Regions from separate parts of the Mus musculus genome. Here region 1 is linked to region 2. A link is a contact called in public promoter capture Hi-C data. All regions are on one chromosome and are shown on one strand. Each heading gives the region's core, a stretch centred on a gene start, on an enhancer-like site or on the middle of the called end of the contact. The rest is flanking DNA. Distances are from core to core; before and after follow the strand shown. Region 1 overlaps Tbk1 (TANK-binding kinase 1). Region 2 overlaps Rassf3 (Ras association (RalGDS/AF-6) domain family member 3).

What was found. Capture Hi-C pulls out chosen DNA fragments and counts their contacts.
Region 1: a contact with region 2 is called in a promoter capture Hi-C map of pancreatic islet. The contact joins two enhancer-like sites. A contact is called at or near these places in 1 of 115 datasets of contacts at active chromatin or transcription factors (pancreatic cancer cells) and 3 of 9 other capture datasets (adipose tissue, liver and pancreatic islet).

What each region holds. Positions count from the first base shown.
Region 1 is chr10:121,568,259-121,572,314 of GRCm38.p6, forward strand. It overlaps Tbk1 (TANK-binding kinase 1), which reads right to left. Exons shown (of 21, transcript NM_019786.4): 5 at 3,585-3,766; 6 at 2,373-2,533. Among named protein-coding and RNA genes, the nearest start is that of Tbk1, 17 kb to the right of the region's middle. Within about 2 kb of position 1,288, at least 89 of the 459 cell types and tissues checked have an H3K27ac peak or open chromatin away from gene starts, as enhancers often do. A contact at or near this core is called in pancreatic islet, where this site is marked.
Region 2 is chr10:121,418,966-121,423,002 of GRCm38.p6, forward strand. All of the region lies in intron 1 of Rassf3 (Ras association (RalGDS/AF-6) domain family member 3), which reads right to left. Among named protein-coding and RNA genes, the nearest start is that of Rassf3, 55 kb to the right of the region's middle. Within about 2 kb of position 1,491, at least 109 of the 459 cell types and tissues checked have an H3K27ac peak or open chromatin away from gene starts, as enhancers often do. A contact at or near this core is called in pancreatic islet, where this site is marked.

The DNA.
Region 1 (4,056 bases), core at 38-2,537, 150 kb after region 2:
GGCTGCGGCATCCATGAGTTCTGCCTGACTGAGGTGGGACAGTAGTGTGCGAATACTATCTATACGCCAGTTGGTTTTCATTTGAGAGCCCAATGTGCCTGATGTTCACAACAAAATTATTTTTCCATCAGAAAAAATGGGGCAAACATAAAAACCGTTATGCCTCTGAGTCTGTCTAGACTATAAAAGCCCCTCATCCAGCCAAGCAGACCACAAGGCTACTGCAAAATGAGCCATCAAATTATTATTTTTGTTTTAAAGAAGTGGGAGATAAAACTGTACATAGCTCAGGATCAGAAAAATCTCCACATAGACAAAAAGCACACACAGATGTAGGAAGATGCTCTACGACTATCCACACTGGTGAGTGTGGTGTAGAATGGATGGGCAGAAGCAAGGCGAGCCAGAACCTCAGGCCTCGGGGTCTCAGACTGTGTCTTTCCGTAAGAATACCTGTAGCTGCATGAATGCATTTGGCACCAGTCAGCAGTATCTGACATCAGCCAAGGCAGGGTTTCTTTCTGTCTGATCATTTTTAGTTCATCAGCTAAACAAATGCGCTCTGAGCAAACCAGAGCCGACCAGAAACCCAACTGCTGCACTCTAATTCTTCCTCCATGGAGGCAGGCGGCTGTAGCTTCTGCCTCAAGAGATGTTTTTTGAAAAAAAGAAACTGAGGTGGAAAGGAAGGTGTGCTCATCCTTGCAGGATCAAGTTACACAGGAGTAAACAGAGACACAAGCAAGGAGGATTAGCGATGGCACTGCTGGGCGGCGCGAATTCTTCACAAGTTTCATCCCTACAGGCTTCTCACGTGACCCTTAATCCATGCCGACGGATGCACACTGAGCTCACACGCTGAGCAGCGTGGCTGGGCAGGAGGGGGGTGCACCGCTCCAGGACGGTCAGACAGCCACTGATAACGACACCACACCACGAACATCTACTATCAGTCCTTGCACAGAGGTGTCTGTACAAATAAAGACATCCCACTAACGTATGCGCAGAGCGATTAGAGAGTAGTCAGGTGGCTTGTGAGTCACGTTTTCTTTCTTACAAGCCACACACGCTCTCATCCATTCTAGAGTAGCTTAAGTTGTCAGTGCTTTAAAATGCATCTATGAGAACAGAAGCGCGTGCCTGTAGGGCACAGCTTATATCTAAGGAGGAAACAAAGGGGGGCTTGGCCTTGCTAAGGAGGAGGTTTAATAAAAAGGGCACAGCTGTAAAGCAAGCTCTGGCTGACACTGCGCCATCTTAGTGCAATCAGTCCATGTTCAGACACCGTGTGTTCAGCAGCACACGTGCAAATGTTCAAGCTTTAGCAAAAGCCAATGCTCCACAGGACCTTGTTTCATCCGCTTCCTCAGATAATCTTAGAGGAGAAATGTGTTCTCCTCAGTTTTCTGAGATGACAGAAAGGCTCCGTTTTACACTTGTGATTACTTTAAATCACATGCCCCGGGGAAGCTGGGTATGTGATTTAAAATGTACGCGCACAATTCCACACTCAGGAGGCTGGGGCACAATTGCGCTGTCAGTTTCTTTTGAAATAAAATGAAGTACAGTGTGCTGGCTGGTTTTGGTCACCGTGACACAAACCTAGACATATCTAGGAGGAGGAGATCTTAGTAGAGAAAACGCCTCCCCGAAGACGACTACAGGAAAACCCGTAAGGCACTGTCTTAATTAATAACTAACAAGGGAGGGCCCAGCCCACTGGGGTGGTGTCAGCCCTAGGCAGGTGGTCCTGAATGGTTAAGAAAGCAGGCTGAGCAGGCCAGGAGGAGCAAGCCAGTAAGCAGCACTCCTCCATGGCCTCTGCATCAGCTCCTGCCCCGACTTCCCTGAACAAGCTATAGATGAAATAAGCCCTTTTCTCCCCAAGCTGCCTTTGGTCACAGCAGCAAAGACCCTAACACACAGTGTTCAGATGAATCACAATAAACTTCACTCCACAAGTCTATCTTTTCCTTGATTTTTTTGTTTACTATTCAAGACTTTGTGCACTGATCATATCTCCAACAGTACAGAGGCATATAAATGCGTACAACACTGTGGGGCTGCAGAGATGGCTCAGCAGTTAGAGCACTGCCTCATCTTACAGACTTGGGTTTAGTTCCCAGCACCACCAGGACAGTCACAAGCATCTGTGACTTCACTTTCAGGCAATCAATCTTTTGGCTTCTTCGGGCACCGGGTACACGGACACACATGCAGGAAAACATTTATACACATGAATTATACTCACAGGAAGCATAAAGTATTAGAAAAGCCAATTTTCATCAATTTCATCTCCTCACACATCTGGATAAACAAGATACACACACACATCAGAAACCCCGTCTAACGGCAGACGCAGAGGTGCTTACATTACTTCTTTGTTCCTCCGAGGCCCCTCGAAGGGTCTAAACGGCAGCGACCCCGTGGCTGCATGGTAGAATGTCACTCCAACACTCCACAGATCAACGGTAGCCCCGTACTTCTTCTGATGGTCCTTTCTTAGCACTGCCCTTTCATACATGTCCGGATGCTGAAGAGAATAGCAGGAGCTGACGACTTACTCAACAACGTTAAAGTCCTATCATGTTTTCCTAGTAATTTCACTCTTCCATTTTCAAAAGACTCATTTGGGCTGGGAAGATGGCTCAGTGGGTAAAGGTGCCAGTCAGCAAGTCTGGCGACCCCTGAGTTCAATTTCTGGGACCTACATGGTGAAAGGAGAGCAGTGACTGCCACGAGCTGTCCTGACTCTTACAGGGGCACCAGAGGACCAGCATCTCCCCAGTACATACATGTAATAAGAATGTAAGCTCATGAACTCTAGACAGACCCCACCCTCCTTTGTAGCAATGACCTAATTTGCTGCATGCCATCCAAGCATTCTCTCCTCACTGTACTGAGCCCAAACGGGCCTTTCCTGGCCAGAGGCTTCTAAAGTCTTCAGGTGCCTCTTCTTCTAATGCAGACAGGCCCACTGCACCGGGGCTGAGGCGGCTCAGTGCTTATAACCACTGGCTGCTCTCCCAAAAGACCCAGGTTGAATTCCCAGCACCCACATGGTTGTCCACAAATGTCTGAAACTTGAGTTCCAGGGGCTCATGACACTTTTACAGAGACATGCAGGCAGGTAAAACATCAATGCACATAAAATAAAAATAAACAAAACAAATCCTTTGATCTAGTATAAACTGTAAAGCAATCAAGAATTTTTACTGCTGGCTTTTTTGTAGATGTGTTTTGAGACAGTTTCACTATTTAGCCCTGGCTGATCCAGAATGATCTATGTAGATCTGGTTAGCCTTGAACTTGTACCCATTCTCTTGCTTCTGCCTCTCAAGTGCTGGGATCAAAGCCCTGAGTCACCACAACTGGGACAACCTCTGAGCCTGCCCAATAGAAAGTGACAGTGTAGTTAGAAATCAATTCCGAAGTTCCTTATTACGCAACATATCCATCGGAACAGAAAACAGAACCTCCGTCATAAAAATTATGTAATGCCTTACAGGCTTGTGACCAGTAACTCCACATAGAACGTGCCTCTCAGGTTATTAACATGAAAGCAGCCATAGCATGTGGCTTACCAGGTACTCTTCTGTGCCGTACAGAGACACAAACTGCTCATCGTCCTCCAGCTCTCGAGCGGCGCCGAAATCCGTGAGTTTGTACACAGACTGGCCGTCCTCCCCTATGACGCGCATGATGTTGCCTGGCTTGATATCTCGGTGCACTATGCCGTTCTCTCGGAGATGATTCATCCCGCCCACTTCAGCAATAGGTACAAAACAAAGGGCCTCCGTTTGTATACGCGTCTCAAACTCATGGACAGGACACATTCAAATTCAAACTCAACTTTCTGTACAAGTTGGCTTGAAGTCCTTCTTAGAAACAGATTCTTCCCTCCGTACAAATACTCACACTCACAATCCTCAGGCACAAGTGTGTAACAATCTTATGTTTCAACCACAAGGAGTTTTAGTAAGAATTATGGCCCACAGAAGTGTGCTGTCTTTGATAATTATTGGGTGATTAGAACACAGTCTTGAGGCCCTGGCT
Region 2 (4,037 bases), core at 241-2,740:
GGCAATGGTACAAACACACCAGGAATGGTCACCGTGGAAGCCGCTGGAGGAATGCCGTGCCGAATTCAGAACGGCTCTTAGGCAAGCATCTCAGCAACAGCAGGCTCCGTTGTTGACGTCCTTTGGTCTACCACTGGGCCTCAGGCCTTGCTCACCCTCTGAGTCTGTTTGCTCACTTCCTGCTAAGTGACCAGTCTGGAGTAGGTCATCTCTGAAGAGCTCCTGACCTGAGCGCAGCGCTGTCTGCAAAGATCTGATCTGATCTGAGCGCAGCGCTGTTTGCAGAGATTATCTGATCTGATGGCTGATCTCTCTCAGGACGCGGGAGGGACGGGGTTCCATGTAAGGGATCAAGGACGTCAAAGGGCCCCCAGACCACTCGCTGCACACAAACATCATTGCATGTAGGTCCGGGGTGTCACGCGGGCGAGAATCCTAAGGAAAGGAATGGAAGGGGGCAGAGGATAGCAAAGAAAAGGACCAGGGCTTAGGCCCCCTCGGACCAGAAGCCCACTGGCACTATGAGAAAGATCAAAGGAGCCATGACCCCAGGATGACCCACACCTGAGGGCAGAGGAGGAAGGCAGATAGATCACTATCTTTACTTCTCAGAGACTAAACCGAGGCAAGACTGGAAAGCATCAAGAGGGCTGGAGCTCAGGGCCTACGGGACTGCTCCTGGGTTGAGCACTTTGCTATTCAATGATCAACCGGACAGTAAATCCTAGGAAAGCGACAGCCCGGAGCTGGGTTTTTAAAAATAATAAACTGGGGGTTGGGGCTGGGGGTGGGGTATCTACTCATGTACCCACCATACAGTGCTTGAGGAGGGTGGGGTAAGAGACCCAGGGCTCCCTGCAGCTGTCCCGTCTCAAGGAGCCTGTTCCTTGGGTAGCCTGGCAAACACAGGTGCTTCAACTGCAGATAGTGCAGACACAGAGCGCACAGACGGGGCGGGGGCGGGGTGGGGAATGACAGACTCCACATAGCGCCCGAGCTGGAGAAGGACCACAACCTTGGACAACTTGTAGACTGCTTAAGCCTTTACGAGACACTCTTGTCTGCCAGCCTGGGAGAGAACCCTCCAAATGCACGCACATTCTCGATGCGCCTCGGGTGGCAGCAGAGGGGTGGGGAAGGAAGATGGCAAAGATTGGAGGCAGGGTTAGGCAGTGGCACAGCAGACTATAAACAGGATTCTCACTGCAGGGCAGGAGGGGAAGGGCGGGGAAGGGTAGGGGCAGCCGCCTGTGAATGATGCATGGCTGTTGCCCTTGGCAGCCAGGGAGGGGCTGGTACCACACCCCAAAGCATCTGTCGGGCAGGGTACAAGTCATTTCTGTCTGAGGCCACAAGGAGAGCTCGTCTATGCAAAATTCTAACTCTAAACCCACCCCTGGCATTTCAGCCTCCGTGTCCGAGGAGTGTAATTTGGGTCAGACTCACTTCCAGGGTGGAGCCCCACTTCCAGGCTGTTTGTTTTCTCAACAGCGAACTTTCTCAGGAGAGACACACCCACCTACCTCACAGACACAGAGAGCCTGCGTCCAAGGCGCATTCTTTCTCATAGGCTTTCTAAGGATAGACGGACCCCCTACAAGTCTGAGAGGACCTGGGAGTCACTTATACTTTCCTGGCTAACTCTGAAGCTACACCAGAATTTTAAAAGCAAAACCACTGAACAACAAAGGCTCAAACAGCCGGGTTGTGGTGGCACAGGCAGAGGCAGGTGGATCTGTGAGTTCGGGGTCAGCCTGGGACTTACAAAGCAAGTTCCAGGACAGCCAGGGCTACACAGAGAAAGCTCATCTTGGAAAAACAAAAACAAAACAAAACAACAACAACAACAACAACAAAAACAAAAGAACCCAAAAGCTCAAACCATAAAGAGCAAACACAAGCAGCTTCAAAGGAGGCCCCAAGGAGATGACTATGCCCATCACTACCTCCGATTTAGCATAGTAAAGAAATCTGACTTATGGGTCCCACATACTTAGGTCTGAAACCATGGCTCTGCTCTGCCACCTTCTAAGTCACGGGACCTCTCTGAGCTCCGGCTTTCTCATCTCTGTGAAATGTGTGAAGACAATACCTACTTTATACAAACGAGAGGACACAATACCAGCCATCATTCGACAATTATTTATTAGTGCCCACTGGTGCCAAGCCAGATTTCAAGCTGTGAGAGGTGGTTGTGATCGCTGCCTTCCCACCCCTCCTGGCCGACAGCCTGGCGAAGCTTGCTTTACTCCCCTGGCCCCACCTACTCATACCGGTTGATTGTTTCACTTGGCACCACGGTCCTCTAAGATAATAAGGCAGGACTAGGGATATAGGTCATGGGTACAGCGCTGTGTGAGACACCCAAGGTCTTGGGTTCTGTGGAATGAGGGTCTCTGGACATGGCTCGGTGGGTAAGCTGTTTGCCTTGCAAGCATCAAGACCTGAGTTTGAATCCCCAGAGAAAGTTGGGCACAGCAGCACACACCTGCAATCTCCTGTAGTGAGATGGAGACAGAGACAGAGACAGGACGGTCCCTGAACACAGCAAGACAGTTAGTTCACAATTCGCAGCAGCAGCCAACAGAGACCCTGTCTCAAAATCCACAGGAGGGAGGCCTCCACCCTCCAAACATGTGTCCATTCTTAAGTGTACCACACCCACAAATATTAAAGTTTAAAAAAGGAAAAAGAAAGAGAAGCAAGCTACTGATCTTCTTCCCTGGGTGTTAGAGGAAGAAAAAACTCAAACCCAAAACCAACAACAACACAAAAACCCAGATTGTCCAAGGATAGAGGAAGGACAGAAGGACAGAACCTAAGTGGTGCACCCCCACCTTCCTCCTGGCTCTCAGGCACCGCACCGCTCTCTGAAGCCAATGGATCGGGGTCCAGTCTACAACAGCTGAAGGTAACCTGACCAGGCCAACAAGTGCTTTCTGTCCAGCCTAGACTGATATCATGAATTCCCACTTCTCATCTCACCTCTAGCTCTGAAAACAGGCTACCGCCTCCTGACGTCTCAGGTCCCAGTTGCATAGAGACAGAATGAGTTCCGGACTTACGATTACACAGAAGAAAGTATCTAGCATTGTCCACCCTAAAACAGGCCCATTTCCTGGAGCAGCGGGCCCTGGCCGCAGATGGGATTCAGGGCCAATTAAGGTGAACTGAATCCAGGCACTAACTGTGATAAATTCCGGCCAGACCTGGTTCCAGGGAGGAAGCAACACAGTGTATGATGGGACTGTGGTGGTTAATTCCAAGTGTCAGCTTGGTTGGGTTGAGAAACACATGACCGAGGCACACTGTGTGCACTGTGTGTTTGTCAGTGCTCGAAGTGGGTTAACAGAGACCCACCCCAAATGTGGGCACCAGGAGCCCACTAAGTGGAGGTCCTGGACTGAATAAAAAGGGGTTGGAGATAAGCCAGCTAAGCCCTGCTACCCCCCTACCTCAGCTTCCTGGTGAGTACCACTGACCAGGCGACTCCAGCTATGACACGTTCCTCCCCATGCCAACCGCAGTCACTTGGACTTGGCGGGAAATACGCCCTTCCACCCTTCAGTTGCTTTGGCCATGCATATCTGGTTGTAGCCACAAGAAAAGCAACTTAACACAGGGATCCAAACTAGAGAGGTCCATTCTCTGCAGAGGCTCCTCCTGCTGAAGTTCTAAAGTGGTCACACACTGAAGTGGTGCCAGGCAGATCTCTGTGTGTTCAAGGCCAGGCAGATCTCTGTGTGTTCAAGGCCAGGCAGATCTCTGTGTGTTCAAGGCCAGCCTGGTCTACATAGAGAGAGAGAGACCCTGTCTCAATCCCCACCCTTGAAAAACAAAAACAAAACAAAACAAAACAAAAAAAACCAAAAAAACAAAATCAAAAACAAAAACCAAGTTCACCAGAGGCAGAGCAAGCAGGGGCAGGGCTGACATGTTTTGTTTTGTTTTGTTTTGTTTAAAAAAAAAAAAAAGTCCTCCCCCAAAAGCAGTGGGTGGATTCTCTGTGAGTTCGAGGCCAGCCTAGTCTACAATGG